2 separate regions of the Zea mays genome follow, and region 2 is linked to region 1. Evidence: chromatin contacts called from public Hi-C data. All regions are on one chromosome and are shown on one strand. Each heading gives the region's core, a stretch centred on a gene start, on an enhancer-like site or on the middle of the called end of the contact. The rest is flanking DNA. Distances are from core to core; before and after follow the strand shown.

Region 1 (3,156 bases), core at 596-3,095:
CCAACCATCCATGTGCATCAGATTGCCCTACCAAATAAACCAACAGTTTACATTTTGTGTTCACAAATTTGCTGGGTGCAATTTATACCCTGGAAGTTGAGAGTTTTCCATATTTATCGACCATTTCTTTAAATGTACAGGAGACGAGGATATCTTTTGTATATAGAGAGAGGTGAAACCGTACAAGCAATGAACGAGGCATTAAAACGGTGCATCCGGCCATGATCAATCAGTTGGCAGCGGTAACGTGAGCGGAGTGTCCAAAACAGGATAGAAAGTTGGAGATGGCGACGTCCGAGCTACCGCCCTCGCCCATGGCCTTCCTGGCCTTGCTGCTCCAGTGCGAAGCCCTGGCCCTAAACTCCTCGCCCATCTCCCCCTCCATGACGTCCCGCACGCACCGCTCCACCTCCTCGCTCCTCACCACGCCCCGGCCGTCCGGGCGCACCCGCACGCCGACGCGCCACACGTCCTGTATGTACTTGGCGTTGGTCGTCTGGTCCGACCAGTCGGGCATCGCCACCATGGGCACGCCGGCGCTGAGCGCCTCCACCGTCGAGTTCCAGCCGCAGTGCGTGAAGAAGCAGCCGACGGCGGGGTGCGCCAGGACCTCCAGCTGCGGGCACCACGACACCAGGAGCCCCCTGGTGGCCTGGGCCCTGTCGGCGAAGCCTTTGGGTACCTTGGCGGCCTCCGTGGCCCGGACGACCCACAGGAAGGGCTTGCCGCTGCCGTAGAGGCCCTCGGCTATCTCGCCCATCTGCTCCGGGCTCAGCGACGCCATGCTGCCGAAGGACACGTACAGGACGGACCCCGCCTGCTGGGCGTCCAGCCACGCCTTGCTTTCTGCCGCCATTGGGGCGTGCAGGTGGATGCCGTAGGACACGTCGTCCGGGAGGCGGTTGTCGAGGAACGCCGACGGGACGGTCGGCCCCACCATCTTGGCTCTCCACGTAGACGCCAGGTAGTCCGCTTCCTGTTTGCGTGGATCATGCATGCACGACTCAACGATGACGCGCATTCATTTGCATCTTACAGCTAGCGATGCATGCATTTGCGATTGTGATTGCACTGGGTCAGTAGTTCACTCACCTGCGGCTCCAGGTCGTAGAACGAGTTGACGAGCACGTGGTCGGCGGTGTCCAGCCCCAGGAACTGGTTCATCAGCAGCTCCCGGAAGCACGGTGGAAACCTGGTGTCGCCCAAGAACGTCGGCATGTCGTCCACCTCGAGCTGGGTCGACAGCCCAGCCAGAGCCAGGCCCCGCGCCTCCTCGGGGCGCAGCGGCAGGGGCGGCACCGGCACCCGCCCGGCCCACGCGTGCGCGTACACGATGTCCACGGCGCACGTCTGCGTGAGGAACGCCGCGCAGGCGGCGCCGCGCCGCCGCGCCACGCGCTGCGCCCAGGGTGCGAACGCGTCGTACACCACCACGTGCACCGGCCGCCCCAGCGCCGACTCCGACCGGAGGAGCTCGTCCAGCGTCTCGGACCCGGCCGACTCGAGGCGTTCGAAGTAGCGGGCGCCCATCCCTCCCACCTCGGCGGGGCCGCCCTCGTCGCAGCCGTCGGAGATCACGGCGACGTGGACCGAGCTCGGGGTCGGCTTCGTCGAGCTGACGACGAAGCGGGTCGCCGCGAGCGTGCACCGGACGCCAGCGCGGCCGGCGAGCCGCTTGCCGAACTGGAGCAGCGGGTTGATGTGGCCCTGCGTGGGGAATGGGAGCAGGAGGACGTGGACGCTTTGGTCGGACGGCCTCGCCATGGTTGTAGTTCAACGAATAACGAATGTGTGTGATAATTCTATCGACAGCTGTCACAGATCATACAGACTTGCTGCAATGGCGATGTTCTTCTTGGGAAGTACGAGAGTGCAGGTCTCTCTCTTTATATAGAGGGTGAGACCGTCCTCATGCTTCAGCGTCTCAACGACATAATCCTCGTCAGATGCTGAAGCAAAGCCCAAGTGGCCAACTATTTCTATTAAATTCGGTCCAAAAAAAATGAGCTCCGGCTGGGATCTAGAGTTGTAGACATCTAGTAGCGGAACACTAAAGCCCTAGATCAACTTGGGATAAAAAAACACTAAAAATATAGTTTAACAGTTATATAACAATGTAAGATAGATAACATACATAAAAAAATATCATTGTAAAGCAATATCTTTATTTATTTACATCAATCATTTTAAAATCTAGAGATAGAGCCTAATAAAAAATAATAAAGACATATTTTGAAACATGTAACCATGATAATGTAAATCGAGTTTTAGAATAAACACTATATAAATATTGTTAGAACGAGATAGATTAATTATATAGCTTTTCAATATTTTCAAGGAGATTTTTTTTTAAAAAAAAAGGCTATATCCGGATCATGGCCCGGGTGGTCATGGGCCAATATCTGGCCCTGTCGGTATCTGCACAACAAGTTGAAAAAACTACGGCACCACACCCACGAGAGACACTTCTCCTTGTTTTTGTCGATTTCTCTACACCTGCGGTGCCCGATTGTCACTTGGCTTGATCGTTTTCTTCGTCTCGCACGTCATCGATGACTTAAGCTTCCCGTCGAGTGCATGAATTTGCTGTCAGCAATGACATACATTTTATTACGTGAGCATCTGCGGAATGCAGTATATGTTTTATTCAAGAATCCATACACTTAAATCGTGCCAATTAAGGCCCTATTTGGAGTCGATCAAGTTTTTTCTGAAAATCCGCTCTTTGGAGAATCCGTTGTCTAAGTAATCTGAGGTGTTTAGCAATCCTGATTATTTTCACTGAATTGGCGGCTATAGAACGCGCATCTCTCCCGCAATCTAGACGTAAGTCTCAGGGTCCGTTTGGTTTCTCTAGTCTAGGAACTAAAATTTACTTAGTTTAGTCCATATTCTATTTGGTTCTAGGGACTAAAAGTTTTCAAAACACATTAAATAAATCATAAGAGGACTAAAATACTGTTTAACAATCTCTCACCATTAGTGCAACTGAAATAAACGATGGGCAAAAAGTGAAATTTATATGGATTATCCTTTTAGTCACCTCTTGAGATACTAGAATAGTTTAGTCCCTGTTTTAGTCCAACCGTTTGACAATTTAGGGACGAAATGAGGCTAAAATGGAAGAACTAGTATGTCTCCAGCAAGGGACTGTAA
Region 2 (2,894 bases), core at 22-2,521, 230 kb before region 1:
CTGGCTCGAGCGGATTTAAGTGTAAATCGTGAACCAAAACAGCGTAAATGAGTATAAATTTTAGCGTAAATGAATAGAAATATCAGAAACAGACAAATAGATGGAAGCGGATCCATGAACTGAAATATAGGTCATAAAATCCTATTGACATTGGCATAAATATGTATACAAAATAGCATAAAAATAGGATCGCCGTCCTGCGGAACCAGCGCCTCGCATCTGGGATGCGCCACCACTTCGTGCCTAGGGGAGGATGTCGTCGTCGCTAGCGCCTAGGGAAATCCGCCGTCGCGACCGCTGGCACATCGCCGTCGTGCGCACCTCATGGGGCCACCGCCGCGTGCGTGCCCTCGGGATCCGATGCCGCAGCGTGTCCCTAGATTCGCCGTCGCGCCACAGGAATCCGCCATCGCGAGCGTGTCCCCCGATCCGTCGTCGCGCCTCAGGGATCCGTCGTCGCGAGCGTGTCCCCAGATCCGTCGTCGCGCCACAGATGCTGGAGCGGCGGTGGCGGTGGCCATCGCAGAGACGGACGGGACAACCGCCGTTGTCACCGGGCCTAGGGTGCGCTGCCGTCATCCGTCCGCTTCAAGAGCGCCGTCACCGCTTGCTCGCCTGCCTCGGAGCGTCGTTGTCGCTCGTTCCTGGTGGAGCGCCGCCGTCGGTCGCCTGCCTCGAGGTGACACCGCTGCTGGCCCCCAGGATCACCGCCGCTCGCACGCCCTAGAGAACCGCCGCCGCCGCTAAAACCTAATTCCTGGCGGCGTGGGGGTGTTTTTATAGTGGTGGCGTGGGCCGGATCGTGGGCCCGATGCACGTAATATGCGCAGACTATATTTGCATAAACTGATACACACATCAGCATAACTCGTATTATATTTTGGCGTAAGCAGTTAGGTACAATAAACCAAAAAGGGTCCGGTGCGGTCGCGCACCTGGTCGGGGCTTCCTATAGTTAAATAGAGCCTAGGGCTATATATATATATATATATATATATATATATATATATATATATATATATATATATATATATATATATATATATATATATATATATATATATATATATATATATATATATATATATATATATATATATATATATATATATATATATATATATATATATAGAGCCACTCTGTCTTATATGGAACCAGTCTAAATAATAATAAATTAGGAGCGAAGCGGCTCTATCCCACCATTCTCCGTTATCAAACACTACACTAATGATTTTGGTACGAGCATCCAAGAAAGTTCCTTAACAGTTGATGGTGATGGATGGTTGTTGATGCAGTGCCGCAACGTGCGCTATGTACGCTGCCGTGTGCTAGTAGCGTAGTAGTAGTAAACACGAGTATAAGATTACTGATGAGCTTCGAGGAAAAAGATGAGGTGGAATTCCAGGCCCCTGTCGCACTAGTGTTGAAAGTTTGTAGTCTGTTTTCGCGTTGCGGGGACAAGTCAAGCGCTCGGCTCTTTGAAGGACTAGCAGTACAAGTTTGACTACGTTAACTTTCCGACGAGCGTGACGCCTTCGTATCAGGTTTGTACGGATATTGTCAATTGGTATCGATTTATACGTGTTAAAATGGACTCTCCGTCCTAAAATATAATTTTTTAGACTAAACATACATTTATTAATTAACTTATGAATATAATTTGTATGTATATCTACATTCAATATTATTTATTGAAATATGTAAAAAAAGAGGGCTGAAAAGAAATATATTTTGTGATGGATGGAGAATTAAAGTAAAATTAAAACTAAATTTCTCCTAAACACACATAGACTAAGATGAATTCGATAATACCCAAATAAGACCCTAAATGGCAAATAAGGGCTCCATTTGCCACTTTAGTTTGCTAATAAACCATTAGTGACCACTACATTGATATGCATTTTGGGGCTGTTTATTAGTTGAGACTGAGATCTTGCATGAACTCTATGTAAAATATCAGTCAACAATGTTAAGAAATATTGTATACGATAATGAGGAGTTGTAATCAGATAAATATTTTGTTCCTAAGGTAGACTAGAATCTAGTTTAAATCTATATTGTATTTGTCTAGACCTTTCAGAATCGGCTTTTATATATGTATACCATTGTAAGGGTTGTTTCTCATCCAACATGCCAACATGTAACGTACGCAGACCCCTAGTCTAGGTTGTTGGTGATTTTCTTCTAAACACCTCTATACTTTTACATGGTAATCATAGCCATGGCGAGTTCATCGTCATCTACCTTCGTGAATCTTCTCATCGGCCTACCTATCTCCAAGAAGCTGCCGAAATCTAATCATGCACTATGACATGCACATGTTAGGGCTGCTATCCATGGCACAAAGCTACTCGGCTTTCTAACATGTGACACCAAGGTGGTGCTAGCCAAAATCTCCTAGAAACGATGGAAAAGAGACTGAGGTAGACAATATGAAGTATGAAGGTTGAAAAGCAGAGATCAAGAAGTACGCATCTCCTCTCGTCGCTATCAAAAGACTTGCTGATTCAAGTTTTTTAGTCAAAACCACGGTTGAAACCTAGATAGAGATCCAAGGCTCCCTTGCATCGCAAACAAGAGCAAGAATTGTCAATGTACGATCTGCACTAGAAAATACCGAAAAGAAAATCTATCTATTTATGAATACTTCAGAAAGACGAAATCCCTAGGTGATGAGATGGCAACAGTTGGTCTACCTCAAGAAGATGAAGAATTAGTGAAGTAGATTCTCACAGGTCTCGATGACGACTGCCTCTCACTAGTCTCAGTCGTCTTCGCTAGAAGGAGCCGATCACAGTTAGCGAACTGTTCAGTCAGCTTCTAAATTTCAATACACAAGTCGGTATCATCTCTGATAGCAGCTTTATCAACGCCATGAGTCGGAGACATGGTGC

What was found. A called contact is a pair of places that touch in the nucleus more often than the background predicts.
Region 2: a Hi-C map of ear shows a contact between it and region 1, with 4 times the contacts expected there. The contact joins the enhancer-like site here to the promoter of LOC100284183 in region 1. A contact is called at or near these places in 2 of 25 Hi-C or Micro-C datasets (ear and tassel).

The regions. Positions count from the first base shown.
Region 1 is chr7:146,011,917-146,015,072 of Zm-B73-REFERENCE-NAM-5.0, reverse strand. It overlaps LOC100284183 (indole-3-acetate beta-glucosyltransferase), which reads right to left and starts at 1,845. Exons shown (of 2, transcript NM_001157079.2): 1 at 1,093-1,845; 2 at 138-976. The coding sequence starts at 1,764. The coding sequence ends at 230.
Region 2 is chr7:146,244,863-146,247,756 of Zm-B73-REFERENCE-NAM-5.0, reverse strand. No RefSeq gene overlaps it. Among protein-coding and RNA genes, the nearest start is that of LOC103633033, 6.4 kb to the left of the region's middle. Within about 2 kb of position 1,271, at least 9 of the 20 cell types and tissues checked have an H3K27ac peak or open chromatin away from gene starts, as enhancers often do. A contact at or near this core is called in ear, where this site is marked.